4 separate regions of the Mus musculus genome follow, and all the other regions are linked to region 3. The links are chromatin contacts, called in public promoter capture Hi-C maps. All regions are on one chromosome and are shown on one strand. Each heading gives the region's core, a stretch centred on a gene start, on an enhancer-like site or on the middle of the called end of the contact. The rest is flanking DNA. Distances are from core to core; before and after follow the strand shown. Region 1 holds the start of Tbc1d19 (TBC1 domain family, member 19). Region 2 holds the start of Ccdc149 (coiled-coil domain containing 149). Region 3 holds the start of Sel1l3 (sel-1 suppressor of lin-12-like 3 (C. elegans)). Region 4 overlaps Stim2 (stromal interaction molecule 2).

What was found. Promoter capture Hi-C pulls out the DNA fragments that hold promoters and counts their contacts. Capture Hi-C pulls out chosen DNA fragments and counts their contacts.
Region 1: a contact with region 3 is called in a promoter capture Hi-C map of adipose tissue, with 2.5 times the contacts expected there. The contact joins the promoter of Tbc1d19 here to the promoter of Sel1l3 in region 3. A contact is called at or near these places in 1 of 39 promoter capture datasets (neutrophils), 1 of 484 Hi-C or Micro-C datasets (embryonic stem cells), 1 of 115 datasets of contacts at active chromatin or transcription factors (bone marrow-derived macrophages) and 2 of 9 other capture datasets (adipose tissue and liver).
Region 2: a contact with region 3 is called in a promoter capture Hi-C map of hippocampal neurons, with 4 times the contacts expected there. The contact joins the promoter of Ccdc149 here to the promoter of Sel1l3 in region 3. A contact is called at or near these places in 2 of 39 promoter capture datasets (hippocampal neurons and liver).
Region 4: a promoter capture Hi-C map of liver shows a contact between it and region 3, with 2.1 times the contacts expected there. The contact joins the enhancer-like site here to the promoter of Sel1l3 in region 3. A contact is called at or near these places in 7 of 39 promoter capture datasets (the C10 cell line, embryonic stem cells, liver and 1 more) and 1 of 9 other capture datasets (embryonic stem cells).

Annotation. Positions count from the first base shown.
Region 1 is chr5:53,808,245-53,810,944 of GRCm38.p6, reverse strand. It overlaps Tbc1d19 (TBC1 domain family, member 19), which reads right to left and starts at 1,318. Exons shown (of 21, transcript NM_144517.4): 1 at 1,087-1,318. The coding sequence starts at 1,185.
Region 2 is chr5:52,470,104-52,472,863 of GRCm38.p6, reverse strand. Ccdc149 (coiled-coil domain containing 149) reads left to right here and starts at 1,286. Exons shown (of 13, transcript NM_001379231.1): 1 at 1,286-1,513. The coding sequence starts at 1,466.
Region 3 is chr5:53,212,020-53,214,719 of GRCm38.p6, reverse strand. It overlaps Sel1l3 (sel-1 suppressor of lin-12-like 3 (C. elegans)), which reads left to right and starts at 1,268. Exons shown (of 24, transcript NM_172710.3): 1 at 1,268-1,590. The coding sequence starts at 1,414.
Region 4 is chr5:54,106,974-54,109,673 of GRCm38.p6, reverse strand. All of the region lies in intron 7 of Stim2 (stromal interaction molecule 2), which reads right to left. Among named protein-coding and RNA genes, the nearest start is that of Stim2, 110 kb to the right of the region's middle. Within about 2 kb of position 1,268, at least 8 of the 459 cell types and tissues checked have an H3K27ac peak or open chromatin away from gene starts, as enhancers often do. A contact at or near this core is called in liver, where this site is marked.

The DNA of each region.
Region 1 (2,700 bases), core at 69-2,568, 600 kb before region 3:
TCCACAGAGGCAGCTTAGGAGATCAATTTCTCAATTAAGGTTTCCTCTTCTCAGGTGTTTTAAGTCAACAAACAAGATTAATCATCACATACCACACTCAGTAAAGATACACTTAAACAAAACTTTCAACCTACTTAACTGACATTTCTAAATTATAAAAAAAAAAAAGATGTTTACTAAGTACACAAAGGATGTTCAACAAGAGAAAACAAATTACGAATCTTAAAAATAAAAAAATACTCCAACAAAATTTAAAGAATTAACATAATATAAATTTTATCCATCCTGGAGTTAAACTTGAAATCAACAAAAGGAAGAAACTGGAAAGATCTCCCCAAATTTGAAAACTAAACAATACATTTTCTGGACAATCCATGGGATAAAGATAAAGTCACAGAATATACATATTGGCATTATCCATAATCTCTAAACAACCTAAATATCCACCAGGTAAGTACTAACTAGAGAAACTAATGGGAACAGAAGTACTAAAATACCAAGTTTGGATGGATCTCAAAATCCTAACGGGGACAGAAGCATCCACAAAAGTTTTGGTACTGTAGGATTCCATTCACACTACATTCTCATACAGTAAAGCTCTACTGGTTATTCTGTCTACTCGCAGGGCCGAGTCTGTTTAAATGAATTCAATAAACGCTAGGTGGGCACATTAAAAAAAAAATCACTGTAGGGAGAGCAAAGTGCAACAAAGTGACACATTAGAATAAAGCACATGGGATCCCAATCCATCCACGAGAAAGTAAAAAAGAAGGAAGGCATGCTGCTCGTGAGTCCAACATCTAAAAAATAAAAAATAGGTCCCTTAAACGACTACAAGAATAAACGGGAGAAGCCTTGGCCATTCTCTGGCCTGAAGAAGGGCGTGATGAGCCCCACCCATCTTTAAAAAAATACAATTGCCTCACTCCTGGGTCTGAGCAAACAAGGTGCAAGGCTCAGGGAGGGGTTTAAAACAGCAGAAAGGGGTGGAGAGAGCAAAAAGCTCTGGCCTGGGTGAAGGCAGTGTAGCAGGCAGGTCATCCTGCGGCCTGCCGGTCTCCATAGCTTCCCATCAGCCCCGCTTACCCAGGCCTGCCGTTCCAGCTGAGCATACAAATTGGAGCCCTTGAGTTTCTGGACGATCTGGGCAATGATGAGGGACAGGTCCGACTCCTCCTGCAACATTTCCCCTGCCCTAACCCGCCAGCCGCGGGGACGGCCGCCGGCAAGGAAAGAATGCGCTGCAGGGTCCCACTCCTGGCCGCTGACACTTCTCCCGGACCTTTTTTCGGCGGGACTCCTCCAGCGGGCGTTGCCAGGCAACTGCTGGGCCGTGCGTCCGTCCCTCTCTGGTCCCCTCCGCATCTGAAAGACCTCGCACATGCGTTCCGAGGGCGGAAAGAGACCAGGGCCGGGAAGTAGATTTCATTGTTCCTACCCAGTCTGATCGAAAACACAGAACAAAAGCTTGTTCTTCCGCAGCCACAAAGTTTCAGATGTGCAAAAAAGAACCGAGAACGAGGTGGTGTGTGTGTGTGTGTGTGTGTGTGTGTGTGTGTGTGTGTGTGTGTGTTGAAATTTACTATATAGACTCTGTATTATAGAGATTCTTAACTCTTCCACCAGTCAATCTCTGCAGAACACGCCTGTGAACACAATTGCTGCTGGTTACACCCCAAAATTATGGGCTCTGATACTAGCTGTTGCACTTAAGCGATGTATTTAAATTGCAGAATTCAATTTACACCAATTGGCAGGATGTTTTGATAGTTGGCTGAGGTAAGAAGCAATTCATGAAGTTGCACGCTTGTTTCCTTTGCGACTGTTTCTATTCTCTAGGCTTTATACAGCAGTGGTTCTCAATCTTCCTAATGCAGCCACACTTTAATACAGTTCCTCATGTTGTGGTGAACCCTAATCATAATTTTTTTGCAGCTTCTTCATAACTGTAATGTTGCTATTGTTATGAAACACATATAAATATATGTGTTTTTCAATGGTCTTTTTTTAAAGGAAGTCTTTTTTAAGAGTTTATTTATTTAATGTATATGAGTACACTGTCATATGGTTATAGATGGTTTTGAGTCACCATGTGGTTGCTGGGAATTGAACTCAGGACCTCTGGAAGAGCAGTTAGTGCTCTTGACCACTGAGCCATCTCTCCAGCCCTTTTTCAATGGTCTTAAGCAAGTCCTGTGAAAGGGTGGTTCTTGGGAACTGCTGTTCTAGAATCTACAATCATATCCTGGTATTAGTCTCCTTTCACATACAAATTAACCAACAACAATTACTAATACTTTTTTTTTTAGTATTCTTAATTTTAAAATGACTAAGATCCTGACTGTCCTTGTCTTTAAGAAATCTACCATCTAGATTTCTATGCATTCATTCCATCTTTTAGACATGGTCCAACTTTCAGTTTATCGAGCATTTACATACAAGGAACTGTGTGAGCACAAATATTTAATAAAATACAGTTTGTGTCCTCAAGGAAATATATGAAACATAGTTATAATTAGAAGTAACTGATTTAACTAATTGAACGTTAATCCAAAGGCCAATAGTAGGTCAGCAAACGCCCTAAGGTGTAATTATACATTAGAATACACATTAGAATAATAGAATAATTAGAATACACATTAGAATAATATCACCAAAATACTTACGGATTAATTTTGGTTTTGTGTGTATACATATTTT
Region 2 (2,760 bases), core at 37-2,536, 740 kb after region 3:
GACCCGCTCTCAGCAGGAACTGACAATGTAAATCCATGGTGGCCGTGAGGTTTCTACAGCTGCCAAATGGACTTACCAACTTCTCAGGCCACCTACTCCTTTATACAAGCTGAGTTTCCCCAAGTATGGAAAGCTTTCTGTTGGCAACTATGTGGGGGCGGGGATCACATAGCATTCATCTGAGGTTCCCTCTGGAGGTCTCTAGTCTTCCTTTCCCATGAAAGTTTCATGGAATTATCTTTAGAAAGTTTTTTTTTTTGAAAATTTTATACAATATATTTTAAATATTCTTATATTCTTTCCTCTTCTTCAAGACCTCCTAGGCCCCTTCTCTTCACCCCCAACTTCTTATTTTTTCTCTCTCATAAAAACCAAAACAAACAAAAGCATTTAAAAAAATCCGTGACGTTCTATTGTGTTGGCTGACTAGGACTGAACACGGGGCCTGCCTTGCCGTGTGTTTGAAATATCACTCTGTTAAGAAAACGGATTTTCCCTCTCCCAGAAGCTATCAGTTGCAAGTCGCTTCTTGGTTAGGGGTGAGACTTTGCGGCCATGTCTCTTCTCATTTTTGTGTCTGACTTGGGCTTGTGTGTGTTTTGAGAGTCCATATGAGCCCTGTTGTGCTTGCAAACTGTTTCCTCGAAGTCACCCACCATCTCTGACATCTCTTTGCAGCCTTTCCACCTCCTCTTCTACACAGAGCCCTGAATAGCACAATCTTCAGCTGGCTCCTCTCTTAACTCATGCTAAATCCCACCACCAAGCTTTTTGGCCCTATTCAGAATTTAGAGTTTTATTTTCAAACTTTGTACTTGCGTTCTAGTACGACATCAGATACTTAAAAAGAAATGTTGGTCGCTTTAAAAATCAGTATAATGTATGTACAGTATGGTGAGCTTCATTCATACGCTCGACCAAAAGATGTAGAGCATCTACTGCGTGCCAAGGTTGCTCCAATGTGTACTCAGGGGAAAGAAGGGCCCTTCCTTGGTGGAGCTTCAGTTTCAATGGTAGAGGCCTGACCTGGCAGGGGATGGCTGGATGGAGGAGTTTGGCTTCTCGACCTGGGGATGACACCCACCTGTTCGCCAGCCTCCCTCCCTCACCACAGGCCTGGGAATGCTGGAGTCTGGGGTTATGTGATGGTTCACATGCAGAGTCCCTTCCTTCCCTAGGAGACACAGCTGGTGGCCTGGGGTCCCCGGGGTGCCGCGGCTGGCACCGGCCCCGAGCCACTGTAGGGCAGTGGTTGGGGCCCGGCTCCTCCTCCCCTTCCTCCGCGGAGGCTGACGTGGAGGCAGCGGCGCGGGCAGCCGCGGGAGGCGGCGGCGCGGAGGCTCGGAGGTTCCTGGCCCTCTCCGGGCTGCGCGGGGCCGGGGTGGCGGCGGCGGCGGCGGCGACAGGAGCAGGAGGAGGAGAAGGGAGGCGGTTGTGCAGCCCGCCCGCGCACGCAGGAGGGGACATGGACGGCGATCGGACCGAGAGCGACTGGCAGGGGCTGGTGAGCGAGGTGAGGCCGGGGCTCCGGATCGGCCTCCTGAGCCGCTGCAGCAGGTCCCCAAGCCCTGTGAGCCCGGGTAGCAGGTGGCCGCGGCAGGACCTGCAGGTGCACGGTCCACCCCTCACGTTCGGGCCTGCGGGGGAGCCGCGGTCGCCCGCACCATCTGGTGCCAGGCTTTGGGGAGGGGCCTTTCGCTCGCCAGCGTTTGGCCTAGGATTGGAGAGACTGAGAAGCCCTGGGATCCGGGAGGGGAAAGAGCCAAGCCCCACCTGCCTGCCTAGTCACCACTGTTATGGAGGCAAGCGATTGGATGATTCCCGATGCTGAAAAGGTGACGCCTGAGGGACCATCCGGGCCCTTGGGTAACAACTGGGCAGGTGCAATGACTTGGAGCAGCGGTTTAAGTGAAAGAGTTTGGCATCCTTGCAATGGTTGGTTCATGCGTTCACTTACTCCACTCTCTGAGCTCCTGTTTCCCGCACCTACTATGTGCTGTGAGGTAGTGAAACCATTCATTTCTCAAAGGAAAATGAGACAGGTACAGAGGTGATGTGACCTGTGGATATAGACAACTCCACGCCCTCCCCTGTGAATGGGCCAGAAGGAAGCTTTCAGACTCTTAGGCTGCCTTCTCTCTGATCCACCCAGTTGGTTGGCTCGGGTCAGGCAGCTAGCTTCTCCAGGTGAGAGGGATCCTGATGTCTTCCTTCCCCTAGCAAGCTACCAATTCACCTCCCTCACCTGTATGGACGGCTCCTCCATTATCTAGCCACTTAACACCCAGTGTGTGTAGAGCAATGAACTCCACCACTTAGAGCCACTTAGTTTAGTTCCTTCAAACATTGGTCTAGCACTGGAAGGGGTTATGTCTCGGCCCACGGCCCAGCTCTATCTTCTCTGTCAGGTTATCTTCTCTATCAGGCTTTGTGTCAAGGAATATATCCACTGGGAATCTCATCTCTGGGCCCATCCAGAATCATCTATAGCAGTAAAAGATGATGAAGGTGGGGGTGGGTTCTCCATGGAAGTCCAGGAGTGGGTGCTGACTTAGAAGGTACGGTATTCTTGTTCAGGTAGATCTGTGTTGAGAATGGTCATTCCAAATCAAGCACACTACCTGGCCATGGGGATGCACGCCTGTGGTCCCAGCTCTTGGTAGAGGTAGAGGCAGGAGGATCAGGAGTCCAACCAAAGCCATCCTCTGCTGCATAGCGGGTTCAAAGCTCTCCCTCCAAACAAATAAACAAATAAACAAT
Region 3 (2,700 bases), core at 19-2,518:
CACAGTAGTGACAACTCCTCAGGGAAAGGGTTGTGTTCCTTGGCTTCCAATCTATTAATAGTTCCCATCCACACACATCCACATCAGTGCCAAAGGGACAAACTTTTCAACATGGGTTAACTATCTCAGGACACCAGCCCTTGGCTCACAAGCAGTCTTCTCAGCAGCAGGACAGCCAAGCACTTCCTGGAACTACAGGGCAAGCCCGAGTTGCTTGCCCTGTCCACGAGTCTCATGTCACCTGCCAGTGGCTCCAGAACCCAGGTCTACTAACATCCAGTCTCACCTTGCCTCCCCAAAACCTAGGATGTGTCCTGATTTTCAAAAAAAAAAAAAAGCTGTTTGCGCACTTCAAGGGCCTCACCTCCTTTCATTTGGGGCTTGGGTACGATTGTACTGGCCTAATTAATTCATTTTCTCCTCGTCCAAGTGGAAGCCAGAGCTCAGGGATGCAAATCAAATACAAACCCGCTCTGGGCGCCAATACTCCAGACAATTAAAACAAAGAGCGCGGAGGCAGCAGCGGCCACACCGCACAAAACCCTGGGGAAACATCCAGAACGAGTCGCCAATCAGGCGGCAGGGTGGGGCACAGCCTGGGCTCTAAACCTGCAAGCAGGAAAGCAGCCCCAAGCCCTGCAGGTGACAGGTGGAGGTTAGCAGGGGTCAAAATCCATCCCTAAGGATTAGAAGCCAAGCGGCTGCGTGGCTCAACTCCAAGAAAGCACTCTCGGCCCCCGCCCTGCCGGAATGGCGCCCGGGCCACCACTACCCCTCCACCCCCAAGCCACCAAACAAACCTCACTGTCTAGTGCTGGGGCGCGAAGTGGGAATGAGAGGCAAGCAGCAGGGTGGGCACCCGCTAGAGATGCGGGAGAGAGAGATGGAGAAGGGAGGGAGTTGGGGAGAAAGGACGTGGAGGAAACGGAGAAAGTGGGTAGTAGAAGGGGTGGGGGGGGGGGATCGCGGACTGCAAGGGCGCGGAAGGGGCGGAGGAGGAAGCAAGAGAAAGGGATGGGGGGGGCGACCGAGAGCCCCGCGGACCCGGGGGCGAACAGCGGCCGGGGTGGGGGGCGGGACCACGAGGTCCCCACCTGTGTGGGCGCCTACGGCCAGGAGGGGTGGACGTCGTGGGTTCGGAGGGAACGACCAGGGAGGCGGGCTGGGCAGGGAGGCCGAGGGAGGGAGGGGACGGGACTGCGAGCGGGGAGGAGCCGGCGCTCGGTTGGGGCTGCGGGGGCGGCGGCGGGAGCGGCGGTGGCGGCGGTGGCGGCGGCGGGTCCGGTGGCAGCGGCAGGTGGCCCCGCGCGCGGCGGGCCGCCGGCCGGGGGCGGGAGGGAAGGTGGCGCCTCGGGCGGGGGCCGGTCCCTGCACCAGGTGACCTGTTCCGGCCGGGATCCGGGCGGCCTCGCCATGCAGTGGCGCGGCGCGGGGCTTTGGTGGCCACGGCGGCGACAGCAGCAGCAGCAGCAGCAGCCCCCGCCGCCCGCTTTCGGTCCCCCGGCCGCAGCCATGGTCCCCCCGAGCCGCGGTGTCTCCCCGGGCCTCGGCGGCCGCCCTACCAGCGCATTGCTCTTTCTCTGCTACCTGGTGAGCGCCGGACCCTATTAGGGTCCTTCCTTCTGCGCGGGCCCTGGGGACGGGGTGGGGGTGGCCTGGGACCCCAACCGCAGGAGGTGGGGACGTCGCCGCGAGTTTGTCTCTTTTCCTTGCCACTGCGTCCCGGGCGCTCCCAGCCCTTGGGATGAGTACCCGGGTGCGTGGACCGGACTTGCGGGCTACTCTCGCTGGAGTCATTCCTCTTCCTCATCGCCTTGCTGGAGACCAGGGCTAGGTTCCCCTAGAGTACCCTTCTTGTCCCCAGCGACGTTGGACCCTCCCTACCCTGCATTTGCTTCCCGCCCCTTGGATCGTGGCTCCCCAGCCCTGTCCCCACCTGTCCTAGGCTTTTCATTCACCTTCTTGAAGCTCCTTTGCTCCGTGTGCCCAACTTCTCCTTTTTCCTGCCCCCACCCCCCACCCCGACCCTCCTTTGAGTTTGCATCGGGTTCTTTCCGTCCAGACGGTTCTGTGCCACCGCACATCGCATTTCCAGAGGCTCTTTCTCAACTCCTTGGTCACTCCAGCCAAGTTGCGGGTGCCAGAATGAAATCTACTTCTTTGTACCACGCTTACCGCCAGAGTGGTGACTTTAGTTGCGTCTTGAACGCTGTCGTTTCAGAGCTGCGTTTGGCTTATGCACAGTTTGCAATTTGCACACTTCTTGCCTTCTGTTAGACTTACAAACTAGATGGCAGTCACCTATTTTAAATACCAGAGAAAATGAGACCCTCAGAGTAAGGTGAGGAGCTATTTCCCAGTTCTTTGGCTGACTTGCTCTCTCCCATTTGTTCCTGAGTTCTGAGCAATAGTAAATTTACAGAAGGCTACACCCTTGCTGCCCAGCCTACCTTATGTTCCAGGATCCTGCGGAAAGCTTAGGTTATCTCGCCGAATATTACTGTAAATAAATGAAAAGGAAAATGCTGAATCATGAAACTGATGTAATAGGAAATTCACAGAATGCTTAAAAAACGAGCAATGTCATTGTCCAGAACCCCGTTCATGTGCACTGACGGTGTTTGGATTCTGGTCGTCTTCTAAGCTCACCTGCTAAGGAGGTGCTGACAGGGCTTGAAATTTAGGTTTGAAGAAACTTGT
Region 4 (2,700 bases), core at 19-2,518, 890 kb before region 3:
AGGAAGAAGAGACTGAAATAAACATTGGTGCCAAAACAAAACAACAACAACAACAAACAATTCAATTATGGACTTTACAAAACCCTTTTAAAGTCCCTAAATCTAAATGATTTATTTCAAAACTAGTGCTGCCTTGAAGTACATCATTAGATTACTGAGCAAAGCTGAACCTACAGATTAGTGAAGGGGCACATGAGCCCACACACACATAAACTGTGGAAATGGTTTTTTATTTTATAGCTGTCAAGCTAAGACAAATCAGACACAAAAGAAAACAAATTAGGAAATATATAAATTACTGATGACACTTTCCGCACAGCGCATTTTTTGGTTCCCTAGGATATGAAGCAATACCCACATAAACCAAGCGGACTTTCAAGGTCTCCTTCCTGATGCCCTGTCTGTTCTTTCCTGCGCGTCTCCCACTACAGCCTGTTCCACCCTGTCTAGATCACCCACTGCTCCTGTAAGCAAACAGACACTAAGTGTGAAAAAACTATGTGCAAATTTTAAGAAAGTCAATTCTGGCCAAGAATATATTTGATTTTCCCTGTGAGAAACTATGCATTGCTTTCCCTGTAAGGATGAAGTATTTTTCCCACATACTATTTAAGGGCCAGCCAATTAAATAAAGGAAATAAGGTGCTGATGTGTTAAGTGTGATAAATGCTAAGGAAAAAAAAATATATGAAGCGAAGCCCCAGTAAGAAAGTGACAAAGAAGGAAGAGAGACTCAGTTCTTGGAAGAGCTTACTTACAATCTGGGCAGGATGGTGGGACTGGCATGCATAATGAAAACCTCCCCACCAGGCCACGGGGGCACGGTGGACACTGATCCTGGTGCCCGGCCCATGACTACGCCCACAAAGCTAACTGAGCTAACTGAAACTCCCTCCATTTCTAAACTAAAGTGCAGAGGGATGTTTGATCTGAACAAATCCAATTGATTTAAATAAACCTTTCTGTTTGCCAGAGTAAACTAAGAATAGGACTACACAAACTTTTGATCAAGAAATAGAACAGCTGTTGGGCAGTGTAGAAAAATATTTTAAAACTCCAAAGTTAAAAAGAAATCACAACAGGACACATAGTGTATAAACAAAAAACAAAACAAAACAAAACAAAACAAAACAAAACAAAAAAAAAAGGGTTGCAACTTGAGACATTTTAAAAAAAAGGCTTTTTCAATAGAAGCAACTTCTTAGGTGACACTCACCTAGTGTGATTCATTGTGTAATGTACATGGGACAATGTGGTGTCCTTGCTGATATCTCTTGAAGAAAGAGTGTGAAACCAGGCCCTGTGACACACAGCCCTACAGAACACCACAAGCAGACTACAGCAAGCCTTTTCTCTCCCAAGACTTTGAAACTAAAAATTCAGTGTGATTTAAATGTTCAGGATACTACATATACACAGAATCTCAACACATTTCACTCATGCTACTCTCTACAACCCTAAACATTTTCCATCAAATTCTCTTAAAATAGTTAGATTATTTTGCACAGAAACTTTGTATTGGGGCATAAACTGAGGCTGAGCAATGCTTAAATTAACTATTAAATAATGTGAAATTTATGTTCATCCCATACTAGCAACTGTTCAGCAGCTGTTATTTATAACTTTGTTATTTGATCGAAATCTTAACTCTGTTTGAATTATGTTGTTATCCATGAGAATGGTCAAAGTCTAATTAGTTAATAGCATTTACAAATGAATTTAAGGTTTAAAAACTATATCCCTCTGGAACATTGAAAACAACAGTAGAAACATGTCAGAAAGAAACAGCCCACATACCTCAAACCTAGCTTCCAGACCTGGTTTGACGGATTTGATTGGCTGGAAGCCCATGAAGCTTCCAGTAAAATTCATACTTTTGAAGATCACTGCCTGAGACTTATATTAATAATATAACAATTTTAGGAGCAAAACCATTGATATAAAAATATAAAGTGATGTTAGTTACCCAAAAGTCTTCATTTAAAGAAAATAATACCATATTGATCATTTTTGAAGTTATCTCCACTGGGGGGGGTATATTTCAACTATATGCAATGTAGGGTACTGTATAGATAACGTAAGTTAATTTCCCAGGTTAATCACTTACTTCCTCAGTAAATGATGCTTTGAACAGCAGTAGAGGAAATCGAAGATTTGAAATTAAACACACAAAAGCTTGCCTCTGTTGAATAACAGTGTGTAACGCACAGAAGTGGTTATGTCTCTTAGCATTCTATAAGGGGTAGTGCTCAGAGCAGGTCCCCTAGTGCAGACACAAGGGTTTCTGCACACTGACTACTCAAGGTGGCGTTTCTTACCAATACAATCATGTTGGGCTGAGTTCTTCCTAAAGACCCACTGTTCTCCTGTAAGCCACCCTTGACTGCCTCGGGATGACATGAGGATTGTGTTTATACTGGCACAACCGGAACATCACATTCCGGTGACCCTAGGGTCTACAAAGGCATGCAAAGCACTCTATGGCAGAACCAGAGATAAAAGGAGAGGCAGTCACCTGTCAACCCTGTTCTTACGGCAGTTAAGGTTCGCTCAGGGAAGGACAGACAAGCCCATGCTTCTGTAAATACTCCCTCCTCAAGGACTCCATAAAGGAACTGAATCAAACTCATTGGGACAGCCAAATAATCAGGTGGAAAATAAGAAAGTAGGAGGAATGGGTGAGGGAGGAAAGGGCAGGAG